Regions from separate parts of the Gossypium arboreum genome. Here regions 2 and 3 are each linked to region 1. Evidence: chromatin contacts called from public Hi-C data. All regions are on one chromosome and are shown on one strand. The core of a region is the stretch at or near the end of the contact, and the rest is flanking DNA. Distances in the headings are between cores, read along the strand shown. Region 1 holds the start of LOC108460746 (serine/threonine-protein kinase PBL34). Region 2 holds the start of LOC108460256 (inositol hexakisphosphate and diphosphoinositol-pentakisphosphate kinase VIP2-like). Region 3 holds the start of LOC108460258 (thioredoxin H2-like).

Region 1 (2,700 bases), core at 187-2,686:
CCCCATCATATTCTCAATATGGAAATGTAGTTTGCTAAGTTAAAAATTTTATATTGTACTGAATTAATCATAAATATTAAATTTTAAAAATTATTTAATTTACAATTTTAACCTTGTTTATATTACCACATATATATTTATGAATCTATATTTATATTCTCAATTAAATTAGTATTATCTATAATTAAGTTTCAATTTAATTAAAAACTATAAAAATGATTCTTTTACAATGTAAATTATATTATTATTAGAGTATTTTTATAATTTTACACATCAATAAAAATTTATCAATGATAAGATTTTATGCATATCAAATCTTCACCTTTTCAACTAAAACATCTAGAGGCGAATCTAGGGGGAGCCGTGGGCCGACCCCCCTAAAATGGAAGATTATTATTTAGACCATTTAAAATTTTTAAAATTTTATATTAGTAAAGGTAAAATTATACTTTGTCCCCTAAAATTATAAAAATTTAATTTAGTCCTTTAAAAGTTATAAAAATATGGGCTATTAAAAATTAAAATTTTAATTCGCCCCTTAAAACTTTTTTGGTTTCACCCTGAAAACATTATTTGATTTTAAATAAATTTTAATACATATGTTTATTACATAAATTTTTTCACCAAGACCGTAAAAATACATAAATCTAATTACTTAAAAACTGCACAGATAAATTGGTCAAATATCAAATTAATTTTAAAAAAGTTAAAATAAATCTTAGTATAACAATATTTATGTTTTTAAATAATTTTATGATTTATTTTAAAATTAAATAATTGAAATTACAACAGAGTGGTTAAGTTGAGAGATTTTCTTCCCCACGATACAGGTGTTACATAATCTAGTACATATTAAAACATATCTTTTGCACACTCCCATAATGTAAGTGAAAAATAAATTTTATATAAAAAATTCATAAAATAATAATGCGGTTTTAATTGAAATGATAAAAGATTAATACTTGGAAAGTTAAATGTCCTATTTTGAATTTTTATAAAAAGATGTCCTATTTTAGATTTAAAATTTTAATGAATTATAGTAACAAAAAAAAACCTAAACAACCAACGTAATTAAAATGACTCAAACCAGACAACATCTATTTTAAAATTTGGTTTTTAATAATTTCTTTAATTGATTTTTATATAACAACACAAAATATTAAAAATGGAGTCTAATTTTAATTGATTAAAGACAGAAATAGTGGTTGTAGCTTGGTCTAAATCCACAAACAACAAAGTAATTGTAACGTTTTATTACTGTTAAAAGAAAATATATAAAAAAAAATTTAAAAAAAGAATCAAGTCATAATTACAGTCTAATATGAGTTTTTATTCTCTGGGGTATGCTTAATTAATTTGGGCTTTATATATACAAACAAAAAAGGTCATAAATAATATATTTATTTTTCTCATTCAGTATTTACAACAACAAGACAAAACAAAACAAAAAAGCAAACGTTAGTAGCCTGTAGGCCTTGGAACAGGATAACTCAAATCCAACCAAACTGTTCCTTTTTTTTTTTCTTTTTTTCTTTTGTTAATTTAAACTTAGTTTTCTCAAAAATTACAAAAACACACACAAACTCTCACTCCTTTTCACGCGAAAATACCGCTCTTTTCTCTTTTCCCCACCTTTTTTTTTTGTGTGTGTGTGTTTGTGTTCTTCTCTTTCATTTTTAGCTTTCAAAGTTTTTTTCATTTCTCAAATGCTGCTGCATTCCTTTCCCTTCTTTGAAAAAAAATGGAGAATTTGAACTCTTTGTTTTGTGTCTAAGTGTGTTTTTTGGAGTTGTTTGTTACTCTTTCAAGTAAATTTGAGTTGAATGTTTTGTGTTGGGTGTCAAGGCTAAACTGAAGAGTCTGGGGTTGGTTTTTTTTTTTTTTGGTTTTTTGGTGGGTTTTCTTCTCTTGGGTTTTTATTTTTGTTTTGGATTTTCTCATTCTTCTTAATATTAGCTATGTATTACTGTTTTGAGTTGATTTCTTGCGTTGCATGTTCTTTTCTTTGAATGCCGTTTAATTTTAGACCTATTTTCTAATCTGGGTTTATGTCATTTTGTGTTGTTTAGTTTTCTTAGAATCAAGTTGTTTTTTTTCAGTTTAAAACAAAAGGGTATCTGTTTTCATGGGAATTCCATCCTTTCTCTTGCTTGGTAAATTTTGATTATTAATTTTGTTTTAAAAAACTGATCTTTTTGGGTGTTTTATGGTGACATGAAGTGTTATTTAGACAAGGGAATTTAGTGTGAAGATTACTTGCAAAATGGGATTAGTTCCAGGTGATATCCAGGTGGGGCCTTGGAATGTTGAAAAATCCAAAGGGAAAAAGAAGAAAGATAGTGAAGATGGTGAGCCTGGATGTTGGTTTAAGTTTAGGTTTATGGGAAACTGCTTGTCTCCAAGAACCAAAATGGAGGGTTCCACTAGTGGAACCAGCACTCCATATGGTATATAAATTTAATTTGTTTATTGGTTCTCTTTCACTGCTTTTGTAGTTTCTTTGTTCATGTTGATTGAATATTATTTGAAAAAGGGGGCATTCTAATGATGAATTGAAATCTATTGATTGATTATATAATTAGCACTCAATATGGTGTATAAATTAAAATTTCTTCTTGGTTTTCTTTCACTGTTTTTTGTAGTTTCTTTGTTCATGTTCATTGATTATATTCCTTGTTAGATATTGATTGATTATTTGAA
Region 2 (2,700 bases), core at 112-2,611, 160 kb after region 1:
GTACTTGATTTCTGGCAGTGGTTGTTAGTGATTACACTAAAGTAATGATAGTTGAAATTAGACATTGGATGCTTGAAAGGGACATAAACCTGTAGAAAAGAACCAAATACAAAATTCGTATGTGACAATGTAATAGTGTTTATCTTGTGCTATTTACATGGAGCCATTGATTGAATAAACTCATCTATTGTAGGCAAGTAAATAGCTTTAAACGTCTTATATAAATTCATCTACTGCCTACTGCACTATTGTTCTTACTTCCTGAACTAATAGCTCCAATTGAATCAGATTTAGCAAAGTGACTAATATACATAATTTATATTATCAAGTAAGCAAATAAAAAATAGTTAGCACGTTCTCAAGACATTGTTTCATAATAAAAGATTTCAACATATTAGAATGAATTGTTTTATAATCAAAGAATTGGTTAATTTGAAACAATAAAATAAAATAAACTTCCATCAGGATGGGTCGAAATCGGGCTTTTAATAAAATTTTGAGTTGAGGTTAGGGCAAGTTTATTTTTTTAATGTCAGGATCGAGTTAGAGTCGAGAGACGAGAGTAGAACTTAGGGTCGAGGTCGAGGTGGACAACAATTCACCTTGCACCATTGTCATCACTAATTATACATTTGATCAAAGTTTATGTATGGTTTTAAACTTTTACTACAAATTTTTAAAAATAAATATATAAAAGAGATGTGAATCTACCAAATATAAACTTTTTGTATTATACTATTTTTATATTAGTTTGAAATTAGTACATAATGAAAGTTGAAATTAATAAATCTAAAACAACTTATTTTTATGTTATGATTAAAAATATTAAATTTATTATATATTTATTTTATATTAAAGAAAATTCAAAATTAAACACTCTATTAAACTTATGAAAAATAGTAAATTGTACAAGGGCAAAGTTAGAAAATTATTTAAGAGTCAAAATTAAATTGTAACTTTCTAATGGTTAAATTAAAATTTTATCATTTGGGGAATAAAGTATAATTTTATCTTTACTAATTTAAAATTTTAAAATTTTAAAGAATTTAAATAAAAAATTCATTTTAGGAGTGAGACCCATGCCAAATTTTGGGTTAGCCCTTAAAATTGTACCAAACATTTTAAAACTACAAATAATATTTTAAATTGATTCTCAAACTTTAAAATGTTTTAATCACATTGTCAAAATTAGAAGTTTATACCAATTAAGTCATTTCATTTCGCAGTTAAGTGGTATGTAAAATAATTAAAAATTTAAAAATACATGCGTACATACATACCTATAATGTATCAATGTGAAAGCAATAGGTTTAATTGATATAAGCTTTAAAGTAGGAGATGTAGTTAGAATTTAAAGGGTAAGAAATTTACCAAAAAAACCCCGTAAACTTTGCACGTCCCTGTCACAAAGCAAAATCATCATCCACTTGAATATTCCGGAATCCAATATCTTTCCACTCCAAACACCCCCTCCCTCAATACTAAAATGAATCTATAAATATATTTTTAATTCAAAAAATAGAAGTTTTTCATTTTTGTTCGGCTTGGAAAGCGTTCCATCTCATTTTCCTCTCCGATATTTCTCGCGACTTACTCAACGCCTTGCCTTCTTTATTCTTCGCTGAATCGCTTTCTCTGTTTTTTCTTTCTTTTTTTTTTCCCGTTTTCACTGTTTTATTTTATTTTATTTTTTACTTCTTCTTGATCTTATATTATACGTATGATAATATATATACCTGGAAGTTTCCGATTTGCGTTCTGGCGGTGATTCACAGCGGAAGAGTTTTCCGTCGCAGTGTTCTTTTTTGTTCGCTGAGATTACTTTTCTTTTTTGAGATATAAAGAGTAAAAGGAAGATTCAGAGATGGTAGGAGCAGGAGATGGAAGAGGATATAAGAAGATAATTGTTGGAATTTGCGTCATGGAAAAGAAGGTGAAATGCGGAAGCGAGGTCCTTGTCTCTTTTGTTCGCTCGAGTTTTCTACTAAATATATGAAAAAATTATAATTTTTTCATAAAAAATATAATATAGTTGGACGACGTGTGACTTTGTATAGTAATATAATTTATTATTTATTGCTATGTGTTAATGCTTAAATTTTAAGCTTTTAAAACATTTCCTGTTCTTTTTTCAGGCTTTTTCAGCTCCAATGAGACAGATTTTGGACAGGATTAAGGCTTTTGGCGAATTTGAGGTAGATCAGATATAACTTTTAAACTTTAAATTAATCTGAATTAGAATTGTTTTATTTATGTATGAGTTGAATTTGATGTAACGTGAATTAGTTTACGGGAAATATAAATGGATAAACCATGGTTTGCTCATTTACATTGATGAAATATGTAAATTTTATTTTTTGGTAAAACTCTAATTAAGTGTTTGGAATGATATGCTGGAGTTTGTTAGTGTGTGCTATATTGCACCCTATGTTAATCAAACTTGGGTCTAAGTATTGGATATGATATGTGTTCAACACATGCATGTTAAATTTTTTTCCATGTCAGTTGAAGGGTACTTCAACGGCCATATTTCTTACATCCATGTCCGAATATGCATAAGATATGAGTGCTGGACGCATGTACTTCAAGAAAAATGTTTTGTTGTTTTGTTCTTATGGATTTCTTGCTTTGAAATGTCTTTCTTTTTTTCTTCTTGTAGATTCTCCATTTCGGTGATATGTACTTCAAGAAAAATGTTTT
Region 3 (2,700 bases), core at 175-2,674, 170 kb after region 1:
CAAAGAGTTTAAACATAATCAAATTCAGGGAAATCCCATTTGACATTATTAATGGAGAATATACAAGCTGAAAGTTCAAGCAGCAGCTACCAGAGCCCTGTGTTTCTCAATTTTCTTCTCAAGATCATTCTTTTGGGCTCCAACCACCCTATCCACTTCCTTCCCTTTCTTTAGCAACACGAAAGTTGGCATTCCTTGAACCCCAAATTCCTGTGCCACATCCTAAATTCCCACCAAGAACCAACAAAAACCAAGGGAATAAATATATATATATCTAAACAACACACCTATGCTCACAAGCAACTAAGATTCAACTTGAAAAAATGCGAATTCTCAAGCTTGAACTCAAGCTATGAGTGGAGCTGAATTCAAGTAGGAGCAATTTGGAGTTGAGCTCGAGAGACAATTCAAATTTGAAATATAGTAATTGAGCTCATTTTTAACACATGTGCTTAATCGAGTGAGCTCGAACAATTTGATTTTTATCTCGAATCAGGGCTGAGTACAAAATTTGAGCTTAAGAAAGATCTCATCTTGAATATAAGCTTGAGTTGAGATTGGTTGATCATACCCCTTCCTTTAACCTCTAAAAGATGATGTATATCTTTTCAATCCAAATTACAAGTATACAGACTCTATGATCCAATTCAACTAATTGAAATGTGCTTTTCAATACACAGAATGATATGGGGGCCTATAAAGTTTCTAATAAGTTTCAGAAATTTTCAGATTCATCACATGTTTTTCATCATTCCCCTGTACATTAAATGCACCCTTAAACAATATACTTATAAATCATGTATAGATGTACATATGTGTGTGTGTGTGTGTATACATAGAAAGAAAAAGGATAGAATGCATACAGGCAGTTCATCAACATCAAGTTTTACAAACTGAACATCAGTGAACTTAGCAGCCATGGCATTCAAAACAGGTTCCATGAATTTACATGGCCCACACCAAGAAGCTGAGAAATCTATAACCATCTGAAAAAGAAAAGAAAAACCAAGATTCAGGTTTTTCATATAATTATCAAAACAACCATTTAAAACCCACAAAAGAAAAAGGATTTAGGGTTGAGAAAGAAAGGTACAAGCTGTGAGCTGTCTTTGACAGAGTTGAAGTGAAGTTGCCATCTGGGTGATGAATGAAAGGTTTGGATGCCTGAATGCTCAGATGAAGATGATGACTTTTCTGGCGTTGAATCGGATGAAAAGAAAGAACCCATTTTTTCCTGTTTCCTTTCTCAAATCAAAGAATCGAAAAGGGAAAAAAACAATGGACAATATGCTGTGCAGGCGGCTGGCAGTAGGGAAGCTTCGGTTTTATCGTTTTCACTTTTTCTTTGTACTCTTTTGGGTTCATAATAAAAATAAAAATAAAAATATGTAAAAAAAATTTAAAAATAAATAAATTTCATGGTCTTCACTAAAATTATTTTTGCAAAAATATTAAAGTTAAAAACCGTTGAATTGACTTGGCTTGAGCATCACGTACGCAAAGAATTTGCTTTTAGGTTTAAGGGCATAAAATGTCTTTAAATTTCTTCAAGAAAAATAATTAAGCTTCTGTGTTTTTTTTATACTCACTTATATAATTCAACTTTATAATATTTCAATAAGATCTTAATTTTTTAAAAAATTAAATCTTTATTTTTTGCTTAATTAAATATTTTAACTTTTAAAATGCATCAAAATAGTTTTAAAATTTTCAAGAAAAGCAATTAAGCTTCTACTTCTTCTTTTTTGCACTCAATTAAATATTTAAACTGTCCTTAATTTTTTTTAATTAAAGTCATTACGTTTCACAACCACAACGTGACATGTGACAAAATGATAAAAATAAAATTTATAAAAATATATTTATATAAAAATAAAAAATATTAAAAATTTTATTAAAAATTATAAAATCATAAAAAATATAAAATTTTATAAAATCGTAAAAATTATAAAATATATAGAAATATAGAAAAAATTATAAAATTTTATAAAGTCGTAACAAATTATAAAAATATAAAGAAATATAAAATTAAGTAAAAGATTATAAAAATTATCATACTAAAAGAAGTATTTTATAATTTTTTATAATTTTATTGATTTTTGTTTTTATTATTTTTCGCCACATGTCACGTTGTGTTGTCACATATGATGGCTTTAACTTAAAAAAAAATTAGAGGTCGTTAACTTTTAAAGGTCAACGGTCAAAGTAAATGATTTTAGGGCATTTTTGATGCATTTTATAATTTTTATTTATTTTTAATAAAATATAAATACTTTTATATTTTTATTAAAATTTAATAATTTTTATAACTTTTATTGATTTTTACTTTTTATAATTTTTTGGCCACATGTCACGCCGCGATTGTGATACAGATGACTTTAACTGAAAAAAATGAGGGGGAGTTAACTTTAACGGTCAAAGGACATTTTTTATGCATTTGACAATTTAAGTACCCAATTAAGCGTAAAAAATAAAAATAAAAAATTAGGGTTTAATTGCTTATTTTGAAAAAGTTTGAGGGCCTTTTTGATACATTTTAAAAGTTCAAGTCCCCAATTGAGTGAAAAAAAAGAACTTAATTACTTTTTTTAATTTGAAAACTTTTACACCCTTAAACCTTCTTTTAATAAGTATTAAATATCAAATCTCTAATCTCTAATCTCTATTAGCAAAAATTATTTGAATTCTCATTGTTGTATT

The links. Hi-C and Micro-C count contacts between places; a contact is called where the count stands out from the background.
Region 2: a contact with region 1 is called in a Hi-C map of leaf, with 4 times the contacts expected there. The contact joins the promoter of LOC108460256 here to the promoter of LOC108460746 in region 1. A contact is called at or near these places in 2 of 5 Hi-C or Micro-C datasets (both in leaf).
Region 3: a contact with region 1 is called in a Hi-C map of leaf, with 3 times the contacts expected there. The contact joins the promoter of LOC108460258 here to the promoter of LOC108460746 in region 1. A contact is called at or near these places in 2 of 5 Hi-C or Micro-C datasets (both in leaf).

Annotation. Positions count from the first base shown.
Region 1 is chr4:9,927,955-9,930,654 of ASM2569848v2, forward strand. LOC108460746 (serine/threonine-protein kinase PBL34) reads left to right here and starts at 1,437. Exons shown (of 6, transcript XM_017760368.2): 1 at 1,437-2,447. The coding sequence starts at 2,264.
Region 2 is chr4:10,085,313-10,088,012 of ASM2569848v2, forward strand. LOC108460256 (inositol hexakisphosphate and diphosphoinositol-pentakisphosphate kinase VIP2-like) reads left to right here and starts at 1,362. Exons shown (of 30, transcript XM_017759690.2): 1 at 1,362-1,933; 2 at 2,136-2,195. The coding sequence starts at 1,865.
Region 3 is chr4:10,102,770-10,105,469 of ASM2569848v2, forward strand. LOC108460258 (thioredoxin H2-like) reads right to left here and starts at 1,425. Exons shown (of 3, transcript XM_017759692.2): 1 at 1,094-1,425; 2 at 864-986; 3 at 1-222. The coding sequence starts at 1,228. The coding sequence ends at 76. LOC108460256 (inositol hexakisphosphate and diphosphoinositol-pentakisphosphate kinase VIP2-like) reads left to right here. Exons shown (of 30, transcript XM_017759690.2): 30 at 1-191.